7 separate regions of the Mus musculus genome follow, and regions 2, 3, 4, 5, 6 and 7 are each linked to region 1. The links are chromatin contacts, called in public Hi-C, HiCAR-type, Micro-C and promoter capture Hi-C maps. All regions are on one chromosome and are shown on one strand. Each heading gives the region's core, a stretch centred on a gene start, on an enhancer-like site or on the middle of the called end of the contact. The rest is flanking DNA. Distances are from core to core; before and after follow the strand shown.

Region 1 (4,415 bases), core at 914-3,413:
TGGGACAATGCATGATTTTGTGTGGTCCTATCTAGGCAGTCCAGTTTCTTGTCTTGCATCTTTTTCGGAATGCTGGGAGCACACACTACATGCAGGATCTTCTCTTGTCATATTCAGTAAGCTTTCTCTGGTTTTAGTAGATACCAAGTCCCCAGGAGCTCTAAGTTTCCCAATGCTCCCATTCACTCTCCAGCTGTCTTCTTCCTGCCTTCATTTGAAGACTCAGAAGGGAGGAGGATTTCCCCCAGTTCCTCCTTTTCCTTACTGTGCACTCCAGATTAACTCCAATGTTAAAAGAACCACTACAGATAAACCCTGAAGGCAGATGCTGAATCTCATCTCCTCTCCACAGTTCTCAGTTGTATGTTCATGTAGCATCTTAAACTTTAAGAGTAACTGTGTCGTTTGTAAATTGCTCCGCATCTATGTTCTGCTTGACTGACTGCCAACTTGGAAAGTCAAAACTGTTTGTCTTAGATTTATTGCCAGGTCTTTAGCAGTGTCTGATACAGTGTGTTCTAAGATATTTGTGCTGTAATAAATGACCTACGTCTTTCAATTTGGAGATTTATTGCTAACTATCATGAGAACGTAAAATAAACTTGGGAAGAAAAAAATATAAAGCTAGAGTACTGGTTCTATCAATTTTTAGTACTGACTCCCCCTGAGCTGAGAACCTAAGTTAGACTGGCAGGCCCTACAAACTGATCCTCCTTACATACTGTCTGTCTGTCTTTAACACACTGCTGGTCCTTTTTGGTATGAAGGTACCAGCATAGCACCACTGTAAAACCTCCAGTCTGGGTCTCCATTTTGCTGCCCATAACTTGGGGCCATTTGTCCAGGCTAGAGTTTTCTTAAGATTTCCTTCACAGAAGATATAGGCAAATTCCTTATGTCAACATTTGACCTTCCTATCTGCTGTAAGACTTCTCTGGAGAAAGGAACAAGGCACTTTCTAAGGTCCTAATGGCAGATGAGGGTACAGTTCCACCGAAGTTCAATCTGGGGTACCAAGGAGTCCATTAGGTTTACTTACAAAGCAGTGGGTCAGAGGTTATGGTCAGGGGCATGGGTGGCCTTGAAGCGGCCAGTAAGGATGTTAACTCACCTTTGGCTTCCTAGATGGTGTTCCCCTCCTTAGTTTTGCCCATCCTCCTTGAGGTATAGATAACTCCTTGAGGTATCATTCAATTAGGGTAGACTCTAACCTCAGAACTTCCGAGGCTGAGGCAGGAGGATTGTCATGTTTGAGGAATACATAGCAAGACATTGTCTCAACAAACAAATCCCCACCACAACAGTGTGGCTGTAGAGATGAGACCTGCTTTTTCTCCCAAAGATTTGAATTCCGTTCCCAAAGCCCGTGTTAGGCAGCTCACAATATTTTTAACTTATTCAGCTCCAGGTGACCCTACTCCCTTTTCTGGCTTCCTGGGCACCTGCACAAACTTATGAATGGAAATAAAAATCAATCTTTTAAAATAAGATGATCAGCAAACTGGACTCTCGGGCTTTGAGCTCCATGAAGAAGGTACAATGCAGTACCTCGGCACACTGAGAGTGAATACTCAGGCTGCAGACATACAGTTAGTAGTGTTTGGCACGCGTGAATTCCAGAGCTCAATCCCCAACGCGGCATAAACCAGAGAACGAGAAGTCCCGTTCCGGGCCAGCCCCTGCAACACATAGTACAACAGTACTGGCTCAGCAGTTAATGGCACTTGCTCAGCAGGCTGGCTTCCTGAGTTCAGTACCTCGGACCCTCTTACAAGGTGGAAGCGAGAGCTGACAGGGCGCCATTGTGCACGCCCACACAATAAGGCGATTTTTAAAAAAGGAGTGAATATGCATGGCCTTGGCATACCTGTCAAGTTCAGAATTTAGGTACATTAAAAAAATAATAATACAAAATAAAGCTTTACAGCATTGCCCACAGGAGAGGTGTCCCTTATTCCGCGGACTGACAACTGGCGGTCCCAGCGGCTTCTCCCCCACTTCCACTTCCGCCTCGCAAGGCCCGCCCGCAGGGGCTCTACCGGAAGGGGCGGGTCTAAGGTGGCTTTACCTCCCACTCCGTCCGCAGCCTCTTCAAAGGTTCTGGCTTGCGTTTGCTTTTCAAATGACGTCACGGAAAGGCGGAGTAAGCCAGTGCGCATGCACGTCAGGCTGTCTTTCCCTGGGCTTCTGCACACACTGTCGGGTTTTCACAGTACCGAGTGTGGGGCGTGGGAGGGCACTACGCCGCTGGCGGGCAGGCGGAAGGGCTTCCTGCGCCCCCGAACCTGCGGCGGAAATGCTAGCCGAGTGTCTTGAGGCAGAGCGCTTCCTTTTGTAACTAGTCTACCACCGCGTAGGCACGTGTGGGTAGGTGTGGCGGTGGGAGCGTGCCTTCCTAGAAGGGAAGAGGGTCCAGCAAGTGTTAAACTGGCTCGTGCCCCAGTTCTAGCGGCTTCTCTTACCTGAGTGTCGCAGGGTGAGGCGGTGATTACTCCGCGTTGTAGCTTATGCTGGTTTGATCAGGCTGCTGTGAGCGCTCTGTGGAGATCTGTCTGAGGAGCTGGCAATGGAGAGCTTACAGGCGCTGAAGTTTAGAGCCCAGAGTTCTGTCCCAGTTGGACAGTTTTGGGAGAAGTGGTAACTTTTGCTGTAAGGTTTGAATCCCAGAGCATAAATTGCACCAGGTAAAAGTTAGAATCGAAGCCAGAGACAATGTAAATGTGACTAGAAGGACGATTTCGTAAACTTAAGTCTGCCAGAGAAATGGGGTGCAGCATTGGTGACCCCATCTTGACAGTATTAACGATTTCCCCCTACCATATTGTTTCTAGGATCTTTCTCAAGTGCTGGGAGCTGAACTGTGTGTGGCCCAGGGAAAGGAACTGTGGCTAGCTAAGGAGGCCATATGTCATGTAACTTCCAGATCTTATGTCAACACCAAGCCCTCAGCTGCTGGTGGCAGCTGCTCAGCAGACTCTGGGCATGGGCAAGAGAAAATGCCCACCTCGAGCTACCTGCCTTCACCTGGCAGGAGAGGTGCTGGCTGTGGCCCGCGGGCTGAAGCCAGCTGTACTCTATGATTGCAACTCTGCAGGAGTATTGGCGCTCCAAAGTTATCTGGAGGAACTACAGGGGCTGGGCTTCCTGGAGCCAGGACTTCACATTCTTGAGATTGGAGAGAATAACTTTATTGTCAGTCCTGAGTATGCCTGTCAGCATTTGGAACAGACACTGCTTGGTACTGTAGCTTTCGTGGACGTTTCCCGCTCCCAACCTCATCCTTCTGTCCGGTCGGTGGACCAGCTCCCGGACTTGAAATCTCTCATAGCTGACGTCATCACACGTTTTCGAGGACTTAAGAAAGATGTGTCTCAGGGAGTCTCCTACACCAGGCTACATTCCTCAGACTGGAATCTCTGCACTGTATTTGGGATACTCCTGGGATATCCAGTCTCTTACACATTTGACCTGAACCGTGAAGATGACAACTGCTTAACCATGACTCCCCTGCGGGTGTTTACTGCCCGGATTTCGTGGCTGCCTGGTCAACCATCAATTCTGCTGTACTCCTTTAGTGTTCCAGAGAGTTTGTTCCCAGCCCTGAAAAACTTTCTAAGTGCCTGGGAGAAGGAACTCAGAACCCGATTTAGGGCTCAGAATGCCTTTGCTGACCTCAGCATCTCCTCTGAGGTGGTCACACTTCCTGCTGTGGCCCTCTGAGTTAACTCTGTCCGTTGAGAAGGTATCAATGAATGTCAATTACGATGAATGTTGTGCAGTCAATTGAACACGTGTGAATGGGGAGAGTCGTTGGCAGCAGTAGTATGATTTCAGTCTTTATATTAGGAGTTCCTAGGTCCTTAGCCGAGGTGTCTGTTTATTTTTCATTGAATGAGAGATGGAAAAGGAGCATTGTGGAGACATGAGTGTACCCTGGGATGGTGGCCTTCCCTGGTGGATAGTGCCTTAGAGGGAAGGAGAATGACTAGGTAATCTATGTATGGAACTCTAACTGAAGTAGGGTGCGAGACAATGATGCTTAAGGGTTACACTTGTGGCTTATTTCTCAGGAATACACAGTTCTAAAGAGTAGTCTTGTGAGATAAAGTTTATTTACAACCTGGTGAAAAAAAAATAAAACTAAGAGTCCGGATTCATTTGGAGGGAAACCCAAGTTATAAAGTACCAGAACTCAAGGTTTTCATGGAGTTGTTTGCATCTGAGTTTTACTTCAGATAGATGCCAGAAGTTCTTCAGATGACCAGGTTGCCTTTGTTTGCCAGGAACACTGCCAGTGCTGTAGCAATCACCACCATCAGCACTGGGAGCCATTGACCACACTGCAGCTGTATGGAAGGAGGTGGAGACAGGAGAGAGCAGCTATGAATTAGCTGGAGAAAGTATGGGCAAGAATA
Region 2 (4,415 bases), core at 981-3,480, 1.6 Mb before region 1:
CTGTGGTGATAATTCATCCTAAGGGAAACCTTTGTGACTACTGGGTACTAAAACCACAGAAAACAGCACTTTATATGCTTTTTGATGGGGCATGACAGGGTGACAAGAACTTTTAAATTACAATAGGATAAATTTGCGGAGAATTAAGATAGAAATATTCAGAAGAAAAAGCAACCATATAAAACATCGAACAGTAAGCATTTGCTCACCTTTTCAAAAACAGAGACCACGACTTCCACGTTGGTATAGTTGTTTATAGTGTCAGATGTATTTAAAAGGCTAAAATAGTATTTATCTTAAGATGCTAACTCACTATAAGGCTAAAAATTATAATTTTGCATGTTTAAAGTTTATAGTAAAAATTCTTAGATATGGATTTAAAAACTCACAAAAGTAATTATATTTCCATCTTACAAATATCGGTAGAGAAAGGAAACTAAAGGCACATTTAGAGGCTTGTTATGATCAGGGAGTAAAGTATCAGGCCCAATGGTGGGGATGGAATAGAGAAAATGGAAGACTCAGTTTGAGGTAAAGAGGCTGAATCTGTGGGGATGGAAAAAGAGATTCAAGCAGACTTAAGGGATTTCTTTTTTTTCTTTTGAAAATGTCATAATGAGGAATATGGAGTCTAAGTTTTAGCTGGGGACACCAGTTTAAAATAATGTCACTCCCAAAAATTGGGAAGAAGCCAACTCAGTTTGGGGCATTAGAATATAAGATGCTTGTATGCCTAACTGTCTAGATTAAGTTCAATACATACAGCTTTTACAGAAATTAACCCAAAACATAGGGAATGGAAGAGTGTAGCAGCAGTAGAATCCTTACTTACGGCTATAATCATTTAAGGCCCAGCAACACCGGAGGGGAAAAGAGATGCAGACTTCAGGAGGTAACAATCAATGAATGCCAGTGCCTATCACTGAACGTCTGTCTGGCTATCTGTAAGCCGGAACGACAGACTGAAAAGTGGGTAGACAGAAAATGTAGCACATAGGAAAAGAGGTGGAGTTGAAACTCAGACGCTCCGAAGACCGCTCACAACCATTGTGCAGGGCGGCCATTCCTAACACAGGGCGAAGTAACTTTTGTAAAGTTCGAGCAGAGAAAGAGGCAGAATGTAACTACAAGAGTATCCACAGAGGGAATACGACTACAAAGTTTTAGATCCGGGCAGGACCTCAAGGAGCTTTTCCTCTTCTCAACATTCTTAGGACCACTCTTCAAGGTCTTAGTTTAACAACACATCAGCCTAATCGCATCTCAGATTGCCAATGTTTTTAAGAGTACTGTAGGAGATGAGCTGGCTTTCTATATGCTAACAGGAGAACATGGCTGAATTCCACCGTGAAGAGAAAAACGAGTTTAATCCCATTTCTGGAAGTACCTCGGCATCAAGACACATTTGGAACAATACCCTTCCATCCATTACCCGTGGTCACCTCGTGGGTGTGGCTATGGGCATCTTTTAGTCTGTATTTTAGGACTTTTCAGAGCCTGCAGAGATGGGGGAGGGGACTTTGGCGCCTTAAGATTGAGTTCCTTAACTGCGGGCCATGCGCGCTGGTGCACAACGAACTTGCAGGGATCGCTAAGGTTCTGCAGAGACGGCAGGCACATCGCTGGTGCCAAAGCGTCTCCCACCCCCGACTCTCACAAGCGTGCACTCTCTAGTTAACGCGCGATATTGACGTAAGCAGCCAGGGGCCCGGGACGCCACTGAGCGTCCTAACTTCGGCCTCCGTTCCGAACTAAAAAGCTCGATTACGGTGAAAAGCGTCCGGAAGGAACCCAAGCACGATGTTCTTCGGCGGTCCTCGCTCGCCCGGATTCGCTCCGGCCGCGGGAGACCTGGAGGCCCACAGTCGGCAGCGATCCAAGGTGGAGCGCCTGGGGGGAGGTGGTTCCCGCCACGGCCAGCGGCCGTTGGGGCCGTTACTCACCGTTCCTCAGGACGCCGAGCTGCGGCTGGCGGAGTACCGAGTTGAAGAGCATCTGGGCCTGAGGAGAAGGCTCAGCTGAGGGGAACGCCGAGAAGATCGCCCCCAAGTTCCACAGGAGCCGCCGTCTGCACCCTCCACAACGCGGCGCGGTTTCGCCTCCAACTCCCGCCACTAAGAGCCCCGGCCGCCAAACTCCGCGCCAAACTGACGTCACGCTTTCTGATTGGCTCTCGTCGCAGCGTCCTGGCGCCTCGAAGGCTCGCCCCCATCCTAAGCTCCGCCTCCCTCTCGCTCAGCCGCGGGAACCCAAGGTTCACAGGCTCCCTGAGCGCCTGCGCGGGGGGGCCCAGAGAGGAACTGGCGAACCGCGGGGCGACCGAGGCGCATGCGTACACTGCCTGACAGCGCGCGGAGGGAAAAATCCGCGAGACCGCGGCGGGAGAAGATGGCGGTGCTGGGGTAGAGTTTGCAATCTTTGTGACTGGGCGAGTCGGGTAACTGTCCGGGTCATGGCGTCAAACTCAACCAAGTCGTTCCTGGCCGATGCCGGCTATGGCGAACAGGAGCTGGACGCTAATTCCGCTCTTATGGAACTGGACAAAGGTACGGAGGAGGGACGCGGGCGAAGCGTCTGGGGGGAGTGGCGCCACCTAGTGGCGGCAGCTACAGAGGCTAGAAAGGCGCATGCGCCGATGTATGGGGCGGGAAGCACGGCTGCTAGTCTTGGAGCCAGCGCTTAGGCGCATGCAGGGTTGCTGGAGTAGCCTTGCACAGTTGGAGCAGAGGCTCGTGCTTGCGAGGATGCCTTTGACCACTTGGGGGCACAGTCTCTGGTTTCCCAGGCAGCAAATAAGATAAAGTGCTGAATTTTGAGATTATTTTTTAAAACGTTCAGTGCAGGTGAAGCCTTCATTAAGAGAGCCAAATGATTTTCTGAGCGTTTTACAGCGATTTGTCTTGCGAGACTGTCAATTGCGCGTTCTAAAGCAGGTTCCATGTGGATGAGAACATCCGAAAAGCTTGGCTGAACGCGCTCATTCTCTGCACACAAGTTCCACGAGTTAGTTCCCCTTATACAGGTAGCTAAGAGAAAAAATTTTAGGGTTAGGAGTTAAATTCCAGTTCTACTAAAGTGATTATGGAATGCGGCATTATCATCTAGCCTCGATATGTCAGCAAAGTGGGCACAGTATGTCAGCTGTTGTAAATGTTAAATGGCAGTGGTATGCGAAAAGATGCCTTTATTAAAGGCTGAAGAGGGACTTTGACAGATAGCTATCCATAAAGAAGTCCTGTGTAAATGTGAGACCTTTGCTTCAGTTTCCTGCCAAGGTTTTTACACTATAGGCAATTCTTGGTTAACTGTAGCCAGTGTGTAACCTGTAGAGAACGGGACTGGAAACCAAGGATCTGTAAGTTCAAGTCTGGGGGGCAGGGTGTGCCAAGTAGGGACTGGGGGATGCTGAGAGAACCTGGAGGTCAATTAGACTTTGGCATGTTAAATATGCACCTTAGTTCCTTGTCCAAGTTTGAAACCAGTTACAGGTAAGAGTTTTTTACGTTTTACTAAAGTCTGTGACATCCAGGTTGGCCTGTACTCCCTAAAGCCAAGGATAACTCTCAACTTTTGATCCTCAGCCTCCCAAGTCCTAGACCTGATGTGGCCCATTACACTGTTTTATTCAGTGCCAACTCCCTTCCCACCGAAATGTGTATGGCTCTAGCGTAGCTAATCTTGTCCCAGGCTAAGAGTAGATAGTGTTGTAGAGCAGGGTAAGGATATGGAGCAAGGAAAGGAAGGACATCCAGAGTTACCTTCTAAGTGTTGTGAGCCAGTGTGATGGTTTACTGTGTGAAACACTTCCTGTGCAAGCCTGACAGTCACACACATGTGCACACATACATACAATAACAATGAAATAAGGTTTACATTAAAAAAAAAAAAAAGATGCTGCGGCTGTAGGGATGACTTAGCCTTTAAGAGGCCACACTGCTGTTTTGTGGGACCAGAGTTCAGTTCTCAGCACTCACACCCCAAACCTCACAACTGCCTGTAACTCTAGAGGGTCTGTTATACACCCATCTCTCCCTCCCCCTACATACACATAATTAAAAGTGAAGCTCTTTGAAAGAAAAGGTTACAGTTGTAATGAAAGTAATAGTACAACCTTTTTAATAAGAAGAGTTGAAATTAAAACACATATGTGTAAGAAATAAGTGGGGGCTGTTGAGTGTTTTACAGATAAGCCCTAAGCTCAACAAGACACATTGTATCAGCCGGGAACAGTAGTGTGACACATTGCTAAAGGCTGAGTCCCACATATTACTCTAATAAGTGTAGCTTTTCCTAATGTAGATTATTATCATCAGACCAAGTATTTGCCCCTCCAGTGATTGGAAGTTGTCCAGATGAAAACAGGCAAGATCCCCTTCCTGCAGAGAGAAAGGTTTAGTGACATCACTCAACCTGAT
Region 3 (4,415 bases), core at 869-3,368, 1.5 Mb before region 1:
AGTACTAAGATCAAAGGTGTGCTCCACCATGCCTAGCATTCCTTTAATACTCTGAAAAAAATGCAGGCCCCCAAGATCTCCTGTTATACTATTCTTTTATGTATCTGGGTTCTTACTGTGGTAAAATGTCACAAATGATGCTTTTGAAACCGAAATCTTGAGCTCCACTGCTTGGCTAGCAAGTGCTAATTCTCTTAAGTTAGTGTATCTAGTGTTCAGGCAGATGTTCTACCATCTAGTAAGCAGATATAAGTCTCGATGCTTGTTATCAGTGTCAGTGGGTACCACAGCATGTGGAGAAGCTGAGTGAGATGAGAACAGGTGGAATCCTTGAAGAAATTGATGTTTGATTCTGGAAATATGTCTTTTGACTATCTTCCTTAAGAATATAATGACACAACTTGAATGGTCATCTTATTACACTTCTCTCCTTAGGTTTATTTGAAGTTCTTGGTGCCTAAAATGAAAGGAAGAATGGCCAATGAATGGGTGTATCTGACTTTTCTTTTGCTACTCATCAGTTGAGCCTCTATGGACAGTTCCTTGACAAGGCCAATTGCCTTTAATTCTTTTTAGGTGTGCTTTGTCACAGGTTGGGATGGGCCTTGAAAATACACATGAGCTACATCCCTAGCATGCCCTGTACAGTAAAATATGTTTGTGAACAGGTAAAGGATAATAATAGCTATAAAGGCTAACATACATGGAAATTATTTATATATCTATATCAATATCATACAGGTTCTGTGTAGAATAGGAATTAAAAAAATATTTTCACATGGCAAAAGGCAACTTGCCTGTCATTCCTGGATCAAAGTTGGAGGAAAGAGAGGGACAGTTTTATCAAAGCATGAACATTTTTTTGGTTTGATTTTTTTTTTTTTTTTTTGACAAGGTCTAGTAGCCTAGGCTGGCCCAGGACTCCTGGCACTCCTGCCTTAGCCTCTCTGGTGCTGGGATTATCTATGAGAACCACCACACTGGGCTTTGACATTTTCACAATAAGTGATACTCCTTCAAATATGGCAGTTCCCTAGAGACACGTGAAAACTGCCATCCTAGCTGGGCATTGTGGCTCAAACCTATGACCCCAACTTTGGGGAGAATGAGGCAGGATGTTTTCTACATGTTGAAGGCCAGCCTGAGCTATGTTATAAATTACAGATCAGCCTGGACTACATAGAAAGTAAGGCCTGGTTTTAAAAGAAGGAGAAAACAAACTGCTGCTCTAGTCACAAAGCTTTACCTATTCATAGACAGGATCTCTAACTCATTCTTTATCCTAAGCTAGCCTGAAGCTCACATCAATCCTCCTGCCTCAGCTTCTCAAGTGCTGAGATTAGGAGCATCAGCTACCACACCCAACAAGAGATACTGGGTCTGAAAGGACCCTTGGTTTTGGTGGTTTGGTTTTGTCTTAGGTATGCTGTCTGTATTCCTTATGGTGTTCAGCCTTTGAACCCAAATTCAGCTAATGTCCTAGTAGTGATCAGGGCTGGCTAGGAGTTCTTAAGGCCATTGTATTCAGTATCAAGCATGTGGCTAATTGTTTTTTCTTCATTAATTCAGTTCTATTTCTGTGCAGACCACTGGATTCTCACTGATCTGCCCCCACCGTGTGTGTGTGTGTGTGTGTGTGTGTGTGTGTGTGTGTGTGTGTGTGTAGCGGGATTGAAAATGTTGTCATTCAGGTTTCAGGTGCTTTCCAGAAACAAGAACTCTGGCACTTAAAACAATTGATTTAAAACACTAGACCGTAATGCCTTGGGGAGGTTCAGAAGAAAAGCTCTGAGCCCAAGCGAGTTTCTTTAGGAATGAAAAGGAGAAAGCGTGCCAGCCTGGGGCGGCCAAAGGAGCCGCAACAATGCAGCGCAGCGGCCCTTTTGGCTGAAAGGGGTCCAGGAGGGCCCGAAAGGTCCGCGCGCGCTGGCAGAGCTGGCCTTCTTCCTAGACCTTTCCGAGCAGCGTTCTGCCCCGCCCGACTCGGAGCTCGGCGACGTCCGGGGCCTAGGCCGGGCGGCCCGGGGCGCCCTCGACCGCGCACTAGGGGGTCCGTGGGGCGGGCCGCGCCGCGCCTTCGTTAGAGGGCGCTCAGGGGCGCCGCCGCTTCCTCCCGCCAACCCGCCCCGCCGGCCGGGGCGCACGCAGCCACCGGGCCCTGGGGAGCGAGCGAGTCTCCACGCCGCCCGGGACCTGGAGCCGGGAGGGCCGCGCCGCCGCTGCCGCCGCCGCCGCCTCCTTCCGCCGGCCATGCATTCTTCCGGCTCCCGCAGCCCGGGCTGGGTCCCGGCCTGCCCAAGGTAAACCTGGGGCGCGGCGGGCCGGGCCCGGGAGGCGCTGGGGGCGGGGAAGGGTGCCGTTGGTCGCGTGGCCTGTGGAGGAGGCGGCGGCGGCCCGAGGGCCGAGGGCGCGGTAGGCCCGGGGAGGAGGCGGAGGCGGGGGCGCGGGGCATCGCCCGCCTCCCCGGGACCCGCCCCGGTGACAGGTCCGGCCTCTGAGTCCCCACCGCGCCTCTGTCCGCAGGCAGCCGCGAGGGGACTAGGGCGCCCGCGCGCCCGCTCGCGCCGCGCCTCGGGCCGCCTGGGCCGCCGCAGCCGCGTCCATGACCGCGACCCCCGGGCCAGGGACTCCCGCCGCCGCCGCCGCCGCCGGCCCTCGGCCCTGTCGCCGCTCGCCGCTCGCGCCCACTGAGGTGAGCCCGCCGAGGAGGATACCTGGCCGAGGGGAGCCCTCTGTGGAGAGCCCGCTGAGGGGACCCGGCGGAGGAGAGCCCGCCGCGGCGACCCGGAGGCCGTCCGGCTCCTCACCTGAGGAAACCGCTGCCCGAGCCTCCTCAGCCGGGCGTCGCGGGCTCCACGGGCTCCGCATCCCTCGCCCCTCGGCTTCACCTTCTGGTCCCGCTCCCCTCCCCCTCCCCGCCGGCTTCCTCTCATCTTCCTCCTTCTCCTCCTCCTCCTTCCTGGGCCCCTCTCCTTTCCTTTCCCCTTCAGTGGCGAGGAAAAGCAAGCACCCCGCTCTTGCGGACGAGCCCTTGGGGGAGCCCCGGTAAAGGCATGGCCGGGCGTTTCAGGACCGGCGTGGCGGGACCTCCGGCCGGCGGGTCCTGGTCCGGGTCCAGGTCCGGGGCAGCGTGCGGAGACCGAGGGTCGCAGTGCGGGGCCGCCACCGGCTAGCGGGACGGTCTAGCGTTGGTTAACTGTGTTCCGCCGTGGCCCGTGCCCCGCAGAACGGCTCTCTTGACCTTGTGCGGCTCCTCCCTCCTCACTGTCCCCCTCTGGAATTTGCCCTCGAGATCGCCAGGCGGGCGAGCGAGCGAGCGAGCGAGCGCTGCATCTGGAGAGCGTAGACCCTCGCGTTTTCTTGTATTTTTGTGCTGGAGATTTCTGTGCTGCTGCCGCCGACTGCACCCATTTTTCCTTTTGAAATGATTTTTTCCTTTCATCCCCAGAAAGACAGGACCGACGCCAATGTAAGAATGGCCGTGACCGTGGAAGAAGCTCCGTGGCTGGGCTGGATTGTAGCGAAAGCCCTGATGAGATTTGCCTTCATGGTCGCCAACAACCTGGTCGCTATTCCATCCTACATCTGCTATGTAATTATACTGCAGCCACTCCGAGTGCTGGACAGTAAGCGCTTCTGGTATATCGAAGGACTCATGTACAAATGGCTTTTAGGAATGGTGGCTTCCTGGGGCTGGTATGCTGGATACACAGGTAAGAGGGAGAGCACTTTAATGCCCAGGAACCAATTTGCAATGCTATGCATAAGTCAGGAGCCATGATTGAATCTATGTTGTGCTTTGAGTTGAGAATGCCTTGGCTATTAGGAACAAATAGTCTTGTTGGATTTCTCATCAAAACCTCAGCCAGGAAGCCTAATGTTTTCAGAAGTATAGTTTTATAATTAAATATTATTGATAGATGCCTTAAGTAGTGTATTTTTTATTCAGTTGACATTGACTCATTAAAGTTGGTCCTTAAAAAGCTATCACAGAGGAATAGGAATGCACTACATAGGACTTGAGGGCTTCCGTAGTGAAGATGTAAGTAAGATACTTAGCCCATACGCATTGGACATAAGAAGAGCCACAGAGACATATATATTTCTGCTCAGATAGTTTAATAAGTTTTTCTCATGTAATGTAATACTGCACTGTGTAATGTTTTAAGCTAAGTGTTCCCCATGTCTATTATGTTTCTTTTGTTTTCTAGAATTTATATTTTATCTCATAAATCTATTATTAAAATTTTTAAAATATGCTAATTTCCCTGAGTGTCTTTAAGTGGATTTCTCTCTTTGCTTTTAAACTTCGTTTTGGGGAGAAGGGGTAATGCTGTGCTGAAGTGGACTTTAATAGCACGACATGAGACGAGGCATGCGTTTTCTATACGTAAACTTCACATATTTTGAGAACT
Region 4 (4,415 bases), core at 909-3,408, 1.4 Mb after region 1:
TCTCCCACACTCTCCCTCTCTCTTCCTTTATTCATGACAGGCAGGGCAAGTGTGGGGAGAAAAGAACAGGATGGGTATATGTGGAGGAGTCACTTTCATTTAATGTACCCCCCATTCTTCATTTAAGGGTTTATTTCTAGATCACAGGGGTGGGGATGTGTAACTGAAATTATTTAAATTGTATTGTAATCATCTCAAAAATGAGATTAAATTGAGGCACTGAGAAGAGGCAAGAGATAAGACACAACACACACATAGTCATACAGCACTTGATTTAGAATTAAAGGCCCTATATTCAACAGAGAGCTTTATCACTTACCTTGCTCTACTAAGGATGGTCTCAGGGGAAGCTGGCTAGACTGTTGTTCCTCTCATTAAAAACATGGCAAAAGTGTAACAGAATCTGATAGCACCTTCCCTTTATCTTCCTTAACAAATTGTGCCTTCAATCCAGCGTACTCAGAAATAAAGAATAACGATCATTTGTGTAAAGAGGGAAGACACACTCACATGCAGACATAAACAATAATAGAGGAAGAATAAATGTGAGAATCACTGGGCATTTTATCAAAAATAAATGTTACATAAATTCAAAGGACAAGATAGGTGTGCATCACAGAATTCAGATTCTTTGTGGCTCCAAAGGACAAAATTGGCAACAGCTAGTGAAACTTACCGGAAACAAATTTTAGGCAATTAATGAATTGATTAATTTAAGAGTTTTTAAATGAGGTAACCATGTTTTGTTTTTAAGAATAGCTAATTGGACCAGGTATCCAGTGTGGTGGCATATATTTTTGAGTCTAGCACTTGGGAGGCAGAGGCAAGCACATTTTTGTGAGGTCTTAGCCACTATGGTTTGTAGTAAGGAGTTCCAGGACAGCCAGAGATACATAGTGAAGAAAACCAAACCAACCAAACTACCAAACAGCCAACTCTACATCCCAAAATCCCGTGTCTCTAATATAGTTGATGAAAGTGATCTTCTCTTCTCTTCTCTTCTCTTCTCTTCTCTTCTCTTCTCTTCTCTTCTCTTCTCTTCTCTTCTCTTCTCCTCCTCCTCCTCTTTCTTCTTCTTCTTCTTCTTCTTCCTCTCTCTCTCTCTCTCTCTCTCTCTCTCTCTCTCTCTCTCTCTCTCCTACTGAGAATTCAGTCAACTGTTTTTATATGCTTTCAGAAGCATCCCACATCCCTCTTTCTTTTTATACCGGTGAAGAGTATGGCCACAAGAGGGCAGTAGGGGACATTTGTCAGACACTTTGATGTGTTGAGTAAACTCGGTGTGTTCAATCTCCATCGGGGAATTCGAAGACCCTGAGACCTTGCAGGGGTATAGCTTGCACAGGCCCTCGCGGGAAAGCCGTAGCCGCAGTTGCAGATTCACAGACTACGAACCAAGGAATCAAGACCCGTGAGCGCGGAAGCAACCAGGACTGAAAAATCCTCTTTTCTGGGGATATTAAAGTTGTCTTAATCTTCTAGCCATTACCCTCTGCCTCCAGTACGAGGCGGGCTCGCGGGTCTGGATAATGCAAACGCTCCTGGTACTATGGTTTCCACAGCACCCACCCGAGTCAGCCCCTACCTCCTTTTCCAATGGAACAGGAAACCGGAGATGCAAAGCCAGACTCCTCTTTAAAATGTAGAAATAATTATCAACAACTTCAAACCTCTTTTGACAGCTCGTTGGCTTTCTAGAATTTGTAGGGTAGAGAAATTTGCTGTTCCGAAATCCGACACCCCATCTCAAGCCCATCAGTAATATATGTCCCTCCACACTCACCCCTAGCTCACAGGTGAAGAGAAAGGAGGGGAGGCTTTGCTTGGTGACAGGTGACGCCACGCGAGGGGATGGGGTGCTCTCATCACTCTGATCCCCTCCCGAAGCCTAGCCAGCTGGCTTACCAGGCCCCAAGACATGAGTCCCTAGACCCTGGTACAACCTTTCTGGGCCCTTGACTACTGACAGTGTCTGGTGGTCCAAACTGAGCGAGCAGAACGCCTGCAGAGCCGTAGCTCTGCCGGGTTCTTGGGTGGACCAGCTAGGGTATTCGGTCTGCGCGGGCGGGGCGCGTGGGCGGGGAGGGGGTTAACGCGGCCTCTATGATAATGAGCTGAGCGGTAATATAGGAGGCCGGCTGAGGGCGCCGCCACCGGAGCTGAGCTGAGCCGCGCTGCGCGCAGCACTGTCCGCGCAGAGCCGAGTGGGGGCGGCTGGAGCAGCTGCTGGGATCCTTCAGCTGAAGACGAGCGATCAGATCTGGTGGACCCGTGAGCCGTGGAGCCGCGGGGAGCTTATGGGCCCGGTCGCAGACAGAGCTGGCAGCGGTTCCTGGAGGAAATAGGGCCGAGCAAGCCAGGAGCAGAAGGGAAGGAAGCGCGGGATCGCTGATGTCAGAGCAGCCCGGAAAGTCGTGCTGGAGAAAACTGAAGACACCCGGCTTTGAGCCGCCCCGGAGGGACCCTGCGGGACCCCACGCCCCTTCACAACCGGGTCCCTGCGCACAAGCGACTGGGACGAAGACGCGAGGAACCATTCGGGGGCCACCCCAGGAATACAGGCAAGCGGCCGGCGCGGGCCGAGGATTTTAATGATCCTGGGTTACATGTGGAACTGGCTGCCAGTGTGACTCCCGTCAGGCAGGACTGGGCGCACGCTGCCCTGGGCAACCGCCAGTTGAGCGGACGAAGAGGGGACGCAGGGACAGACAGACACTGCCGAGCTGGGTAAGCAGCGCCCTCCGCCCTTTCCCCGAGCGCGCTCCCGCGGCGGTTCCTCCGGCGCAGCCTCCTCAGGTCCCCTTGGGGTCCCGGCCCCGGCCCCGGCTTGGTTGTGGCGGCGAGTATACGCGCGTGATCCGCCACTTTCGCAGCTGCAGTCTCCTGTCCAGGCTTCCGGGCCATAGACTCCAGCGGCTCTGGTGGTTCCGGCGCTCCGTGGCGCGCTTATAGCGCGCACCTGCCGGCTGTCTGCAGCTCTGGGGAGCGCCTGAGCGACGAGGTCGTCCCAGGGTTGGAGCCCAGAGAGGGCCTCCGTGGCACTAGCAAGATAGCCTGGAGCGACTATGGCCGGAGGCCGGTTGGGGGGCGTTCACCAGGCAGTGTAGTCCCGGGTGGCCGCTGGCTGTTCCAGTGGTTCAGTAGACTGGGAATCACCGGGAAGGAGAAGGCATCCTTTGCGTGCGTTCCGGGAATCTGTGAGAACGGTTTGGAAGCACTGTAGTTAAGTGTTCCTGTCCCCATCCCCCATGGCATAGTGCCCAGCTGGGGCCAGCCCCCTTGGTTTGAGCAACAGTGGTGCTGGTTGAAGTGGGAGTTTGTCCAGAGTCCAAGAGGCTCCTTAAAGCTCATTTCCCTCCATGTACTCTTTTTTGCCCTACCTCACGAAGTGATAGGATCTTAGAAAATTCCAGTTTCTTTTACTCATAGGTAGTCTTCGTAAATGTTCATCTTGAGCTGTATGTCAAAAGCTGAAAATGTCATTCCTAGGGCCCTCAAAAATGCCCACCTGTTTAACATGACCCTTGCCCTAGGAAGGGCTATCTCTTCAAATAGCTCAAGTAGAGATAAGAGGGAGAAAAAGCTGGGGGGAGGGAGGGGGTGCAACTTGGGAGAACAGGTCAGTCCCTACCATCTGGAAAGGAGAGTAGTTGTTGAGGGCAAGAATGTTCAGTGAAGATCCAAGATCACAGACAGATTAACTCTCTAGCCACTCATATGCACAACAGACAGAGGTGGATGGCTTTGGGGAGTGAGGCTACCAGATGTCTCTGAAGGCCATCTGTGGGGGATTAGACATTTTGAGACACAGCCATCCTTGCAGTGGACCAGGTCTGTACAGTTGAGTATCTGGGCTAGAACACAGACAATACTGAGATGGCTGCTTTCAACAGACCTGGAGTCAGGTTCAGCTCTCTGCAATTCCACACAATAGCAGGCCTGTCATACTCAGTCTCTTTCCAGATCTTGAAACTTCATTCTTCGCTCTGGGCTGACTATGAATGTTGGGGCTTTCCAGTAAGAACCCGTGCTCCTAGAGGAGCTTAACCCTGGCTGGAGGAATTCAGCTGTTCCTAATTGAAATGCACAACTTTCTGTGTAATCACCCTGGAAAACTCCTACAGTTGCAAGCAGCCCTCCATCCGCTGACCTCCAGGCAGGAAGATAGAAGAATTCATTAACTTCTCTTCTCCCCACAGAGCATCATTGGAAGTAATTACCTGTGATCTCTGCTGGGTGGCCTAGGGGTGGAAAATTGAGAGAGGGCAGGGAACCAAGGAAACAGAGTGGAATCTTGCCCCGTACCCCAGGAGGTTGCTTTTTTGTTTGTCTTCTACCTGACATCACCTCCTCTTGGTGCTAAGCCCCCACCCATCCCACAACTTGCCTCTACTACCACTCGCTAGTGTTACCTA
Region 5 (4,415 bases), core at 1,084-3,583, 1.4 Mb before region 1:
TGATGCTTCTGGTCACTTTGCACCTGCAGCCAGGAAACAGGAAGAGATAAACAAATGTGTGTGCTTACCTAGCCTTCTCTTTTTTATGTAGTCCTAGACTGGTGGTTTGCATGAGAATGGTCCCCAGAGGCTCATATATTTGAATGCTTGGTCCCTACTTGGTAGGTCTGTTCTGGGAAGTTATTAGGAAGTGTAGCCTTGTTGGAGGTGTGCCACTAAGGGTGGGCTTTGGGGTTTTAAAAGCCCATGCCAGGAAGAGTCTCCCTCTCTCTCCCTTCTCTCTGTGCTCTGTGGTTCACATCTCAATCTGGAAGCTCTCAGCTACGGTTCCAGTGCTATCACGCCTGCCTGCCACCATGTTTCCTGACATGAGGATAATAAAGGACTCACTCTCTGAAACTGTAAGCCCCCAATTTAAATGCTTTCTTTTGTAAGTTGGCTTGGCCATAGTGTTTCTTCGCAGCAACAGAAAAGAAACTAAGCAAGGACCAAAGAACATTGTTGCCCACTTTTAGGGTGTGTCTTTTCCATTCGATTAATTTAACATAAACCCTCACAGGCATGCTCGGAGGCTGACCTAATCTACGCTGTCTCTACAAGTGTACCCAAAGGCTTGACCCCCTAGGTGATTCTACATCCTGTCAATCAACAGTAACCAAGGTGGGGTAAGGCACGAGGTAGGGATGCAAGTGGAACTTCTAACAACTGGAAGGACAAGTACCAAGTTAGTCTTGAGAAGCTGAGAAAGTGTGTTGTGTTTGGAGCGAAGAGTAAGAGCTCTTTGTCTAGAAAGAAGATGAAAGGTTGTGTGTGAAGCAGGCTGGTCAACAAACTCAACATAAGCATCAGTACACCCATCACATACACACCACACGCCTATACACCACATATCACAAACACACCACACACACAACATGCTACACATATCACATACAACACTCTACACATCATAAACAACACACACAGCACACACACACACAACATACTACACACATTACATACGACACACACACACAAACATACCACACATATCACATACGACACACACACAAACATACCACACACATCACATATGACACACACACACCATATAAATGACCTCAGGCATTTGTAGCTCCTTATATAATTTCTGAGACCTAAATTAATCCTACCCCTTTGAGGTGTGACAATGTCCTTGAATGCTAATTTAAAAGTTCTCCTGGCTGGCAATTCCAATTAGCTTATACTAAATTCAGCGCACAAAATACATTTATTTTTAACATAAGGAGGCTTCTAATTCTTATTAATAGGACATTGGGTTCTTTTTCAATCACAGCATGAACAGATATTTTAAGAACAATGACCCATTTATGCAGCAGATTATTAGCTTTCTGGTAATGCACATTACCCCCCACCTGCTCTGGATGGAAGCCTTTAGCTCCCCTTCCCCAAGTCAAAGCGGGGCCATGTCACTGGCTATGTGAGCTCAAGTCAGCAAACTGCATGCAGCTCCCGGATTGGCTATTAGGGAACACCTTTTTTTTTTTTTTTTTCCTAACACACTTTTTTGGTAGATGTCTTAGAAGTACAATTTGGCAGTGTGGTGACTCTGTTCTGAATGCTTCCATACTCAGTCCCTAAGCTTTGGATACGTTTCTATGTTCAACAGGTCTCTCAGTTTAATGTTCAGAGATCTAGACTATGCTAACTGTGCTCAGAAAACACATGTCAACTCTGCGTTATTACTATGAATATCCTTTATTCTTATTATTTTTTAATTAGTTCTCTTCTGGGCAGTTGGGCCTAGTTTCTCTCTCTCTGTCTCTCTCTCTCTCTGGGCGTGGGGTGTCTTTCTCGCGGGTGGGGGTAAGGCAGGGACCCTCTACAAAGCTCTGGATGTCCTCAAGCTCACAGAGATCTGCCTGAGCGCGCCACCAAGCCGGGCTGGAACAGGGATTCTGGCTCTCTAGGTGTGAGGACTATAAAGTGCTCGGTGCACTCACCGCACCCTCAGGGTCATCAAATCCTCAACACACAAGGGCTTAGGTTCAGGACCCGAGTGCAGAGGAGTCGGAAAAGGGTGGGGTCAAAGTGGAAAGGTCAAAAGGCCAGTGTCTCCAGTCCAGAGCCTCGGACATCCGTTACCATAGCGACTTCAGCCAAGGAATGGAATTACCGAGGCCCCAACAGGCTTTGCGATCCCAAATCCCAGGGGTTTTCGGCGCGGCTCGTATTCCGTAGAGCAGCTAGACGCAGACACCAACGCCGACGCGGTTGCCTAGCGACACGCATTTTCCCAGGATGCCTAGCAGTGTTGTGTTTTCTCAGCCAATCAGAGTTGAGATGCACCTTCGCTGTGGACCAATAGAATGCGAGGCCGAAGCCCGCGACGGTTGACCCGGTGGCCGGTTGCTCGCCGACTCAGGCAGGCAGACGAGGGGCTCGGGTTTCGGCGCGGTTGGCCTGCAGCGGGCGAGCCTGGGCTCCGAGCGGCGCGGTGGTGTGGTTGCCAGGGTGGCCGCTCGCCATGCCGTCCCGGGTGGAGGACTACGAGGTGCTGCACAGCATCGGCACCGGCTCCTACGGCCGCTGTCAGAAGATTCGGAGGAAGAGCGACGGCAAGGTGAGGCGCCGGGCAGCCCTTCCACGGCGGGCTTAGGGAGAAGCAAGCGTCGCCCACGCTGGGGAGGGGCAGGGCGGCCACCTGAACTCTCGTGAAGGACCGGGCTGTAGCCTCCTAAGAAGGGACGGGCTCGTGGAGCGGGCAGCCGCGGCTGGGAACCGGTGGAGGCGCGAATCCGCGGCGAGCAGAAAGACGAGCTCACGTGACCTGCTTCGCCGCTGCGCCACACGCCGTCCCGGACTCAAGCGCTGGGGATGGTACCGCCCACATTTCGGGTGGGTCTTCCCACTAAATTAACCCGGTCTCGACTCCCTCACTGACACACCCATTGAGTTGTTAGTGTTTTGTTTTTCAACTTTGGAAATTTCACCCTTTGTCTCACACCTTGGAAATGTTGTATTTCAGATCCTGGTGTGGAAAGAGCTTGACTATGGCTCCATGACGGAGGTGGAGAAGCAGATGCTTGTGTCTGAAGTGAACTTGCTTCGGGAGCTGAAACATCCAAACATCGTCAGTTACTATGATCGCATTATTGACCGAACCAACACAACCCTGTACATCGTAATGGAATACTGTGAGGGAGGGGACCTGGCTAGTGTCATTTCAAAGGGGACCAAGGATAGGTAAGGTGAAAGAGCCCCACGGTTCGTATCTAATAATAATTAACTTCCATGTTTGTACGCTCTGAATGACTTGCCCCAGATTGAAGATGGCTTTTATTCAGGGTTGTGAAATGTGCTTTTTCTCCAGACAGTACTTGGAGGAAGAGTTTGTCCTTCGAGTGATGACTCAGTTGACGCTGGCCCTGAAAGAGTGTCACAGAAGGAGCGATGGTGGCCACACTGTGCTTCACCGGGACCTGAAGCCAGCCAATGTCTTCCTGGACAGCAAACACAATGTCAAGCTGGGGGACTTTGGACTAGCTAGAATATTAAATCACGACACGAGTTTTGCAAAAACGTTTGTTGGCACACCCTATTACATGTCTCCTGTGAGTATTTTAGAATTCAACTTTTTTTTTTTCCCTGAGACAGGATTTCTCTGTGTAGCCCTGACTGTCCTGGAACTCACTTTGTAGACCAGGCTGTCCTTGAACTCAAAGTGATTCTCCTGCCTCTGCCTCCCAAATGCCGGGAATAAGGGTGTGAGCTACCACACCTGGCCTAGAATTCAACTTTTTAATATCTTAGGTGAAGCATTCAGATGCAAAGAACTGAGGCTTGGGTTGCTAGTAAATCCAGTAGCTCAGAATTCACAATACAATTTAAGTTTGAGTTTGACTTTGTTCCCCTAATGTTGGGGATTGAACCTAGGCCCTCAGGCATTTGAGTTACACCCCAAAGTCTTTTATATGTATTATGTATTTAAAAATGTTTATTATTTATGTATATATAGTATATGTGTCTTGTGAGTGAGTGCTATGTGTATGGTGAGACCAGAAGAGGGAGTGGACTTACCCTATCCCACACACTCACGCTCAGGGTTCCAGGCAACTGTGAGCCGTCTGACCAGATGCTGGAACTTGAACTCAGGACCCCCGGGAAGAGCAGCAGGTGCTTAATCGCTGACCCCTCCTAGATTTGTTTTCAAAGAGACTTCCTGGCAAACAGTTCTCTGTATTCAACTAGAGCTTTCAAAAGAAAAAGAGAACTAAGGACTTATTTATGTGTATGGGTGTTTGGTCTACATGTATGTAAGTGTGCCACCTGTGTGCCAAATGCCCAAGGGGGTCAGAAGACAGCATTGGACTCTTTGGAGCTAGAGTTATGGATGGATTGAGAGACTGGAAACCATATCCAAGTCTTCTGTAAGA
Region 6 (4,415 bases), core at 805-3,304, 1.3 Mb before region 1:
CCCAGCACTCAGAAGGCAGAAGCAGCTGTATCTCTGAGTTCAAGGACAGCCTGGTCTAAAGAGGGAGTTCCAGCACAGCCAGGGTTTACTCACAGAAACTGTTCAGAAAAGCCAAAAGGAAATTTTTTTCATGCAAAAGAACACAGTGGGCCATGAATATCTCAATGCAATAGCTGGTACCCAGAGGGTCCTTCGAAAGGCAGGTTTGGCGACTCAACAGAGGCCTCTCTGATGATTATAGCCTCCATTGGGGTGTGGGGGGCTTTACCCACATAGATGTGCACACATCCACTGTTCTCGCTTGGAGGACGAACTCCATAGAGTTTTAGCCAACTCAGCAAGGGTGTTTGGTTCCTCGTGCCTCCCCACCATCTTCTTTTGTATTCTGGTCGCCCCTCCCCCTCCAAACAGCCCACACAAGGGTTCGGAGGTTTAAAAACCTATAAATAGTGTGAAATCACAGAGCCTTGGAATTTTAGCTAGAAGGAAGCAGAAGAGTTCCACTTGCCCAACCCTTCCCTGTATTGATGAAGAAACAGGTGTAGCGAGATTAGGTGACTTGCCCAAGTCACGCAGCAGGCTCCCGCCCCAAGTCAGCACTCCACACTTTAAGAGTGTCAGCGACAAGCTGACTTCACACGGTTGCCCTGGGGAGGGGTGGGGGGTGGCCGTGCGGGTGACCCCTGGATGGAAAGTGTTCCTGAGGCTAAGGTTGTGCTGCTAGCAACCAGTTCCTAACTCAGCTCCTCACTCGGCCGCGGCCGCGCCCCCGCCGCCGTCCGCACAGCCCACACTCCCCGCCCCTCCTGGGCGCCGACCTGTCACCCAGCCGCCCCCACGTGCACCCAGCTCCCAGGATCAAAGTCTGGGGCGGCCGGGCCGGCAAAGGGGAACCGCGGCCCGGAACCCGCACCGCGGGAAGCGGCAACTGCTCACTGCGCCCCAGGGCTCGGCGCCACCGCCCTGCCGCCTGCCCACCGCTGCACGCGGCCCGCGCCCACCCTCCCCCGTACCGCCCGCCGCTGCACCCGGCCGCGGCCCCCGGCCCACGCCCGGCTCCCCAGTGCACAGGCCCCGCCCCCAGCTCCCGCGGCCGCGCCCCGCCCCCTCCCGCCCCTCCGCCGCGCTAGCCAATAGAGGCCGAGGAAGGGCGGGACGCCGGGGCTGTCGTGAGGCAGCTCTGGCCAATGGGGAGGCGAGCCGGGCCTGGGGGGCGGGGCACCGGGGCCTTGTCACGCTCGGGTCCGTGTGAAAACGGGGGTTCCGAGTGCAAAGCAAAGTTTTTTTGTAAACCGTCTGCAAAGGAGGGGGGGCGAAGACGGCGGACGCCTCCGGGCCGAGCGCAGTCGCCGCGGACGCCGTCTCCCGAGCGCTTCGGTCCGATGCTCGGCAGCCCCTCGGCACGCAGTGGCCCGCCGCGCCCTCCGCCTCGCCAGCCCAGCCGAGCGCCGGCGCTTGAGTAGCTGCGCGGCCGGCGGTTTCCCCACAGCGCCGCTCCCGTTCCCGCGTCAGCGCCGAGCCTCAGGCCGCCGCCATGGGCTGCTGGGGCCGCAACCGCGGCCGGCTGCTGTGCATGCTGCTGCTGACCTTCATGTTCATGGTGCTGGAGGTGGTGGTGAGCCGGGTGACCGCGTCGCTCGCCATGCTGTCCGACTCCTTCCACATGCTGTCGGACGTGCTGGCGCTCGTAGTGGCGCTGGTGGCCGAGCGCTTCGCCCGGAGGACTCACGCCACGCAGAAGAACACGTTCGGCTGGATCCGCGCTGAGGTGATGGGCGCACTGGTGAACGCCATCTTCCTCACGGGGCTGTGCTTCGCCATCCTGCTGGAAGCCGTCGAGCGCTTCATCGAGCCGCATGAGATGCAGCAGCCGCTCGTGGTGCTGAGCGTCGGCGTGGCGGGGCTGCTGGTCAACGTGCTGGGGCTCTGTCTGTTCCACCATCACAGCGGCGAGGGCCAGGGCGCGGGCCACGGCCACTCGCACGGCCACGGCCACGGCCACCTCGCCAAGGGCGCGCGCAAGGCGGGCCGCGCGGGGGTCGAGGCGGGCGCGCCGCCGGGCCGGGCGCCGGACCAGGAGGAGACCAACACGCTGGTGGCCAACACCAGCAATTCCAACGGGCTGAAGGCGGACCAGGCAGGTGAGCGCCACAGTGTTCGGGACAGGCGCCCCCTGGCGACCGCGGTGGGTGCCACGCCCCGCGCCCAGGTGCGCGGTGGTTTCGTGCCCACTGAACAAGTTTGATAATGATGTGCTGGGGGTGTGTGGGCCCTGGTTAAAGGCGGCCTTTGTGAACGGGAGTGTGTGTTTCCCTGAACCGACCACCTAATCCGGAAAATCACTGTTTAGGGACCTGCCAAGGCACGTTGCACCCTCACCTCCTCGGGTTGGCATAATGGTGCTCGACCCAGTGGTGATGTATTACTCTCGTGGTTTTAACGAGCGTTTTTCATCTTGAGCACGTGTGCTTGATGGTAATTTGGAAGGTAAGTGTTGAAAAGAAATGAGAAAGAACCTACCACCCTCGATGTTAACATTGTGTGTATCTTCCAGTTTTTCTTGCCACTTGTATCTGGTTAGGTTACTTACGGAGGCAGCTTACCTTCTCCAATGCATAGGAACATGTTTGGAAGTTCAGGTGGTGCGTGGGAAAGGAGAAAGAGAAGCTCCTCAGGTGTGCCCTCTGACGGGAACTTTCAGGTTACTTAGTGATTGTTGACTTCCAACTTTGTTGATAGCTTCAGGTTGTTTTGTTGGTTTGTTTTTGGTTCCTCTAGACGGGTTTCTCAGGATAGCCCTGGCTGTCCTGGAACTCACTCTGTAGGACAGGCCGGCCTCAAACTCACAGATTACCTCCTGCATGTCTCTCTGGGGTCAAGGCCTGCACCCCCAGCAATAGACCCAGGTTGTTGATTTGTCAGTTTGTGAACCCTTCTACAAAGACGCTATGTTTTATGTTCTTGACGATGATTTTACGTTAGAGCTGCTTTTCTCAGTCTGTCTAGTGCCACTGACAGAGACCCTCACATCAGGTTTGTTCCTGTCAGAGGACATCCCTTCAGTGATGCTTACTGATTGCCTAGAGTTTTGTTTCTCTTGTATGTTTCAGAGAGGTGACGCAGTGTTTACACGACCCCATCCCAGCAGTGAGGGCAGGTGAGAGGTGGGAAGGAACAAGGAGCAGTAGCCCAGTGACACAGTGGACTCTCCGCTGTTGGGTACTGGCGGGACCCAGGGCTAGCTCACTGTGGGTTGCTCTCAGCACACTGTCATTGTCACAGCTTTATGAAACAAGTTTAAACTCACTCACTGCCAGACAAGATGTTTCTGTGGACACTTTAAATGTGCTTAGTGAAAATTGTATTGTTTTGTTGTAGAGCCAGAAAAATTGAGAAGTGATGACCCAGTGGATGTACAAGTAAATGGGAATCTCATCCAGGAGTCTGACAATCTGGAAGCGGAAGACAACAGGGCTGGGCAGCTGAATATGCGAGGAGTGTTTCTGCACGTCCTTGGAGATGCCTTGGGCTCCGTGATCGTGGTCGTGAATGCCTTGGTCTTTTACTTTAACTGGAAGGGTTGTACTGAAGACGACTTTTGTACGAACCCGTGTTTTCCTGATCCCTGCAAATCGTCTGTAGAGATAATTAACAGCACCCAGGCCCCGATGCGTGACGCTGGCCCATGCTGGGTGCTCTACCTAGACCCAACCCTTTGTATTATAATGGTTTGTATACTTCTGTACACGACTTACCCATTGCTCAAGGAGTCTGCTCTCATTCTTCTACAAACTGTCCCTAAGCAAATCGATATCAAACACTTGGTGAAAGAGCTTCGAGACGTTGACGGCGTTGAGGAAGTCCATGAGCTACATGTCTGGCAGCTGGCGGGAAGCAGGATCATCGCCACTGCCCACATAAAATGTGAGGACCCCGCTTCCTACATGCAGGTGGCCAAGACCATTAAAGATGTCTTTCATAATCATGGAATCCACGCTACCACCATCCAGCCTGAATTCGCTAGCGTCGGCTCTAAGTCAAGTGTGCTCCCGTGTGAGCTCGCCTGCAGAACTCAGTGTGCCCTGAAGCAGTGCTGCGGGACACGGCCACAGGTGCATTCTGGGAAGGATGCAGAGAAGGCGCCAACAGTTAGCATTTCTTGTTTAGAACTCAGTGAGAATCTAGAGAAGAAGGCCAGGAGGACTAAAGCTGAAGGCAGTCTCCCTGCTGTGGTGATAGAGATTAAAAACGTGCCAAACAAACAGCCCGAATCATCTTTGTGAGTCTTGAAAAAGATGTGATATTTGACTTTTGCTTTTAAACTGCAAGAGAAAATAGACTCCATTGAAATACTAAGTTTGCCAAGTAGTGTAATTGAAGTCCTTGTCTGGTCGCACAGTTTAATTCTATTTTTG
Region 7 (4,415 bases), core at 887-3,386, 1.0 Mb before region 1:
TAATCTTTACTGAGTAACTGCCATATGCCTAGTCATTTAATCCTGGCAAGAATTCCATGCAATGGTTTTTTACAGCTAGGAAAATTGAAGCTCAGAGAAGGCCAGTGACTTGCTCAGAAGACAAAAACAAGAGAGCTGGGAATTAAATGCAGCCTATCCTTCAGTGAACATGTCTTCTTTCCGATGTCAAACTAAGCCCTGAAGCACAGCCATAAAGTGAAGGAACCCACCTACTAGCTAGCTATGCCAACAAGAAAAATACGACTACAAGAAGCCCACCACGGCACACACCGATAGTCTTCTAATAAAATATCCCAACAGCTGTGTCGCTTTGAAGGTAACCCCCAAATCTGATGAGCACTCTGGTATCATGTACTGAAGGAAACTGTCCTAATTATGCTTGTAACGGTTACCCTTCTCCTTTCAGAGAGGGGATACTACCTACTTGGTAAGTCCTAATGGGGAGAAGGATGGAAGCCCCCTAGCATACCTAAACTAAACGGACATGACTGCTTTCCTTGTGAAATTACAAGTGAGTCCTCTGCAACACCAACTACAACTCCAGCGTCGGACTCGGGCAGTGCGGTTAAGAATGAGCTCTAGACAAAAACTGACTGCAGGAAAAGTGGGAGGGCAGTTCAGGCAGGGAAGGGCAGAGCCCACCCAGTGGCAAGTCTGGCTGGGTTAGAGCAGCCGAGCACTCCAGGCCCAGAGGCTCCAGCAAGGGCGCCTCCATATGCGGAACTCTCGCCCAATCCCTGAGCAGCCTGACATCCCGTGACAGCCGGGGAGCCTGTTTGGAGAAAAGTAGAGAGGGAGCCCGCAAGCTGCGCTGGCGGAGGGCGCTGGAACCTGGCTGTTCCGGAGAAAATGTCTCCTTGGCAGCTGCTGCCGCTGTCCTGTGGTCTGGCTTCCCCGGGCTGGGTCGGCGCGCGGGGAGGGGTTGGGGGCGACCGGGGCGGTGTCGGGCACGGGCGTTTCCCCGCCCAGGTCCACACCGCCTCGGCAGAAAGAAAAACCAGGATCCCGTGTGCGCCGGGGTCGCAGGGCTCGCCCTTGGCTCGGGCTAATGACAGCAGGCGGTTGCCAAGCGTGGCCCTGCGGAGCCTGGCTGAGCCCCGGGTTCCCAGGGCGGGTCGGAGTGGCATCTGACCTGGGGTAGGTTCATGCACACACAGATCGCACGCCCTCTCCTGCAGCCCTTGGTTTTGCAGTCCCCACGCCCCGGGCCTCGGACCCGCGACCTCCGTGCGAAGCCACCAGCGTGCAAGTGCCGCGGGAGGGAACCATGTTCACCTTGCCATGCACACATCTACCCCCACGCCCTGTGTCACTGCCCAGCCGAGCCTGCCAGCCTCCCCGCCCGCGATGCCCTGCCCTGCCCTGCCCTGCCCTGGCCTCTCCTGGTGCGCCCCACACTCAACACCACGTAACTCCCTCCCATCCCGACGCCGGCCACCCCAGAGCAAGCCTGGGGGAAAAAAAAAGAGAGAGAGAGATGGGGTTTTCCTGTGAGCAAATATATCTACCTGGATCGAATTCAGGGATCCGAGCTTGGTATTCAGCTCCGACTCTCATCCCAACATCTGCAAAGCAATGCCAAGATATATGGTAAAATGGTAATAAATAAGGAGAGGAGAGGGGAAGGGCAAGGCAGAGACTCTCCAGCCGCGGGAGCGCGGGCGAGGCCGTGGCCGGGTGGGGGCGGGGAGGCGCGGGTCGCGGGCTGCGGCGGCACCGGGAGTTCCGGCGGCCGCGGCTCGGCTCCGAGGGGGAGGAGGGCGCGGGGAAGGGGGCCGGGCGGACGGGCGGGGGCGGGGAGCGCGGCGAGGTACCCCCGTGCTCGTCGTCGCTGCTGCAGCCGCTCTCGGGCTCCGAGAAGTGCAGCCCGCCGTTGGCCGAGGAGCCGCCGCCTCCCGCCGGGCTCTTGGCGCCGCCGTTGGCCGATCGGCTCTTCCCCAGTAACTCGGGCCCTTTCTCCATCATGCCGGGCATGGTAGAGGAGGGGGAGAGGTGGCGTCAGGGAAGGGGGAGACGGCTGGCGGGCGCGGGCGGGAGCGCGGAGGAGGAGGAGGAGGTGTTAATATGGAGCCGCCATCACCGCCCCGGTCGAGCCGTAGCGCAGTCGCCCCACACCGGCCCGCCCCGGCCCCGCCTCCCTCCCCTCCCCCGCCGCCGCCGCCCCGCGCCGTGCCACCCGGCCGAGCGCCCCTCGTGGCCGCGCGCTCCTCACTGGGCGGCCGCGATCACTCCGCCCTAGGGAGGTTCCGGCCGCGGGGCGGAGAGACCAGAGGGCCGGGACCCCGCGCGTCCCCAGCCGGCCGGTTCCCGGGCGCTCGAGGGCCGGGAGACGATGTGGAGGCCCCGGAGGCGGCATGGAGGGCGGGGAGGCGGCCTCTGCCCTGTCTCAGCTGAAGGAATTTGGCCTGCTGAGGCGGGGCCGCGGGGCGGGAGCTGCTCCCGTGACCGGGAACCCGGGATGGCGGTCTCAGGAGCTGCTCCGGTGAGGAGCGGCGGGGATGGCGGCCTTTGACAGGAGCTATGAGGATGGCGGCCTTGGACCGGAGCAGCTCCGGTGACGCGGGCAGGGGTTGGCGGCCTCAGACAGGAGCTGCTCCCGCGAGGTGCGCCCCGGGGTAGGAGCTGGGTCCTCCGGTTGGAGGCAGGATCGGTTCACTCCGGAATGAGACCGGCCCTAAAGACCTGGCGAGGCAGCTCCTCTCTGCTGTGAGGTCCGAGAGGGACTGAAAGGGCAGTATTTCCACTTGGCTCTTTCCCTTTTGCTGTCTAAGAAGCGAATGCCACGAGTGGGGAAATAAATAACCGAACTCTACCTTCCCCGGGCCAGTGCTATCTGGGTCGACACTGCCTGGGGTGGTGGCTCAGAGCAATTCTGGAGAGGGTGGAGAGAGAAGTGCTCTGCAGAGAGGTGCTGCTGCTGCAGAGAAAGGTGAGGCCAGCTGCCTTCTGGCAGTTTGCACCCAGTTGAAGATTGGCTGGACTGTATTTCTTCCCCAGATTTAAGGATATTTGCTTATGACATACTGTCTGGGCAAGGAGGACGATTTGTGTCTCAGGAGTAAAGGGGGGGGGGAGTTGCTTAATATACAGATGTGTGTCCTGCAGAATTTGGGGGTAACAGTAAAATTACCTTGAAGGTTAAAACTGTTCTTTGGAATTCTGTTACTGAGAAATAACAGACCTACTCAAGAATTCAGCCAAGAAAACTCTGGGATACAAGAATTAGGCCGGTCATCTGTCTAAAGGAGGGAGTATTTTGTCCGGGTGGAGAAACAGTACTGGTACTGGAAATAGTTGATTTTTAGCTCTATATGTGTCCATTAATTTTTGAACCACAACTCAACCTCCCCTCCCGTTTTATTTTTTGAGACAGGATTTCTATGTGTACTTCTGGCTGTCCTGGAACTCACAGAGATCCGCTTGCCTCTGTCTTCTGAGTGCTGGGAGTAAAGAGCTGCACCACCACACCTAGCATCGGTTCCTTTTTTTAAAAAACACATTGCTGAAGGATATTTTAAGTCTGATTTTTATTTTCTGCAAGGAGAAATGTTATGGACAACTGAAATGATATTTTATTTTTTACATTCCAACCTCTAATGAACACGACTCATCTCAGCCCTGTCACATCAGCTCCTTTGATCCTGGAGTACAAAAGCTAGAGCCTATAAAAAGAAAATTCAAGAAAAAAAAAAACCACAAAACAAAATAGAGGCCTCTTAATAGATACACTTTTTAACTCTGAAATAGTGCTGATTCACTTTTCTGTAGAAAAGAATCTGCGTCTAGATTAGGGATCAAAAGTTTCAAGGGCTTTTGGGACTATTTTGATTAGTAGAATCTTGGCAGTAAAATGATTCTACTGGAATATTTAGACCAAAGACTGCATTCACCTTTGGGGAAGGATTTTGGCGTGAAGGGATGTGTGTGTGTGTGTTTAAGGAAAACAAATTTCTGTTTTGCTTTTAAGAAAAGGAAAGCACTCTAAACTTGCCTGGTTGAGAAGGGTGATTGTAGTGGACCTTAAAATGGTCTCTTCCCAGATAAGACATTACAGAACAGAAAAGCCCTAGGTAGAAATCTGGAAGAATGTCTACTTCTGTTTGGAGAGGAGGAAAGCCCCTGGGCGGAGAAGAGAGCTTTAGGGGTTAATAATATCTCTTGAGATGGGTTGAAGGGGGGGGGGCACTACTGGTCTGTTGAGTATTTAAATTAACTCCATTTTAAGGTTTTCTCAAGAGTTACAAAGACCAAACATAAGGCAAAGGTCGGGGATTAGCTAAGTTGTATGTTGCCTGGGCTTCTCTTTGATATCATGTGAATTCCAGAAGCAAGGATACAGGAGAAACTTTGTTTCAAATAAGACAACGTTTAGAAGGCCAAGGGATCAAGATCAG

What was found. Promoter capture Hi-C pulls out the DNA fragments that hold promoters and counts their contacts. A called contact is a pair of places that touch in the nucleus more often than the background predicts. HiCAR-type assays count read pairs that join an accessible place to other places.
Region 2: a contact with region 1 is called in a promoter capture Hi-C map of pre-B cells, with 4 times the contacts expected there. The contact joins the promoter of Ints7 here to the promoter of A130010J15Rik in region 1. A contact is called at or near these places in 3 of 39 promoter capture datasets (the C10 cell line, liver and pre-B cells).
Region 3: a promoter capture Hi-C map of pre-B cells shows a contact between it and region 1, with 4 times the contacts expected there. The contact joins the promoter of Lpgat1 here to the promoter of A130010J15Rik in region 1. A contact is called at or near these places in 2 of 39 promoter capture datasets (the C10 cell line and pre-B cells).
Region 4: a HiCAR-type map of astrocytes shows a contact between it and region 1, with 4 times the contacts expected there. The contact joins the promoter of Plxna2 here to the promoter of A130010J15Rik in region 1. A contact is called at or near these places in 4 of 39 promoter capture datasets (the 3T3-L1 cell line, 3T3-L1-derived adipocytes and hippocampal neurons) and 5 of 115 datasets of contacts at active chromatin or transcription factors (astrocytes, embryonic stem cells, forebrain and 2 more).
Region 5: a Hi-C map of B cells shows a contact between it and region 1, with 9 read pairs. The contact joins the promoter of Nek2 here to the promoter of A130010J15Rik in region 1. A contact is called at or near these places in 3 of 39 promoter capture datasets (embryonic stem cells, hematopoietic stem and progenitor cells and pre-B cells), 1 of 484 Hi-C or Micro-C datasets (B cells) and 2 of 115 datasets of contacts at active chromatin or transcription factors (large pre-B cells and pancreatic cancer cells).
Region 6: a contact with region 1 is called in a Micro-C map of embryonic stem cells, with 9 times the contacts expected there. The contact joins the promoter of 1700034H15Rik here to the promoter of A130010J15Rik in region 1. A contact is called at or near these places in 3 of 39 promoter capture datasets (the C10 cell line, the HPC-7 cell line and pre-B cells), 1 of 484 Hi-C or Micro-C datasets (embryonic stem cells) and 2 of 115 datasets of contacts at active chromatin or transcription factors (large pre-B cells and pancreatic cancer cells).
Region 7: a promoter capture Hi-C map of liver shows a contact between it and region 1, with 2.3 times the contacts expected there. The contact joins the promoter of Rcor3 here to the promoter of A130010J15Rik in region 1. A contact is called at or near these places in 11 of 39 promoter capture datasets (the 3T3-L1 cell line, the C10 cell line, HPC-7-derived erythroid cells and 5 more), 4 of 484 Hi-C or Micro-C datasets (the G1E-ER4 cell line and embryonic stem cells), 8 of 115 datasets of contacts at active chromatin or transcription factors (the 230-238 cell line, astrocytes, bone marrow-derived macrophages and 4 more) and 1 of 9 other capture datasets (pancreatic islet).

The regions. Positions count from the first base shown.
Region 1 is chr1:193,171,414-193,175,828 of GRCm38.p6, forward strand. It overlaps A130010J15Rik (RIKEN cDNA A130010J15 gene), which reads left to right and starts at 2,164. Exons shown (of 2, transcript NM_181048.3): 1 at 2,164-2,367; 2 at 2,832-4,415. The coding sequence starts at 2,929. The coding sequence ends at 3,720. It overlaps Irf6 (interferon regulatory factor 6), which reads left to right. Exons shown (of 8, transcript NM_016851.2): 8 at 1-623. It overlaps Traf3ip3 (TRAF3 interacting protein 3), which reads right to left. Exons shown (of 16, transcript NM_153137.4): 16 at 4,091-4,346. The coding sequence ends at 4,254.
Region 2 is chr1:191,573,406-191,577,820 of GRCm38.p6, forward strand. It overlaps Ints7 (integrator complex subunit 7), which reads left to right and starts at 2,231. Exons shown (of 20, transcript NM_178632.6): 1 at 2,231-2,546. The coding sequence starts at 2,453. Dtl (denticleless E3 ubiquitin protein ligase) reads right to left here and starts at 2,139. Exons shown (of 15, transcript NM_029766.3): 1 at 1,944-2,139. The coding sequence starts at 1,995.
Region 3 is chr1:191,715,906-191,720,320 of GRCm38.p6, forward strand. It overlaps Lpgat1 (lysophosphatidylglycerol acyltransferase 1), which reads left to right and starts at 2,119. Exons shown (of 8, transcript NM_172266.3): 1 at 2,119-2,300; 2 at 3,449-3,713. The coding sequence starts at 3,476.
Region 4 is chr1:194,617,671-194,622,085 of GRCm38.p6, forward strand. Plxna2 (plexin A2) reads left to right here and starts at 2,159. Exons shown (of 32, transcript NM_008882.2): 1 at 2,159-2,727.
Region 5 is chr1:191,819,140-191,823,554 of GRCm38.p6, forward strand. Nek2 (NIMA (never in mitosis gene a)-related expressed kinase 2) reads left to right here and starts at 2,334. Exons shown (of 8, transcript NM_010892.3): 1 at 2,334-2,602; 2 at 3,008-3,225; 3 at 3,353-3,593. The coding sequence starts at 2,507.
Region 6 is chr1:191,905,473-191,909,887 of GRCm38.p6, forward strand. 1700034H15Rik (RIKEN cDNA 1700034H15 gene) reads right to left here and starts at 2,055. Exons shown (of 5, transcript NR_030669.1): 1 at 1,588-2,055. Slc30a1 (solute carrier family 30 (zinc transporter), member 1) reads left to right here and starts at 1,309. Exons shown (of 2, transcript NM_009579.3): 1 at 1,309-2,141; 2 at 3,379-4,415. The coding sequence starts at 1,535. The coding sequence ends at 4,283.
Region 7 is chr1:192,135,904-192,140,318 of GRCm38.p6, forward strand. Rcor3 (REST corepressor 3) reads right to left here and starts at 2,137. Exons shown (of 12, transcript NM_001346740.1): 1 at 1,836-2,137; 2 at 1,530-1,586. The coding sequence starts at 1,995. Gm10516 (predicted gene 10516) reads left to right here and starts at 995. Exons shown (of 4, transcript NR_033536.1): 1 at 995-1,158.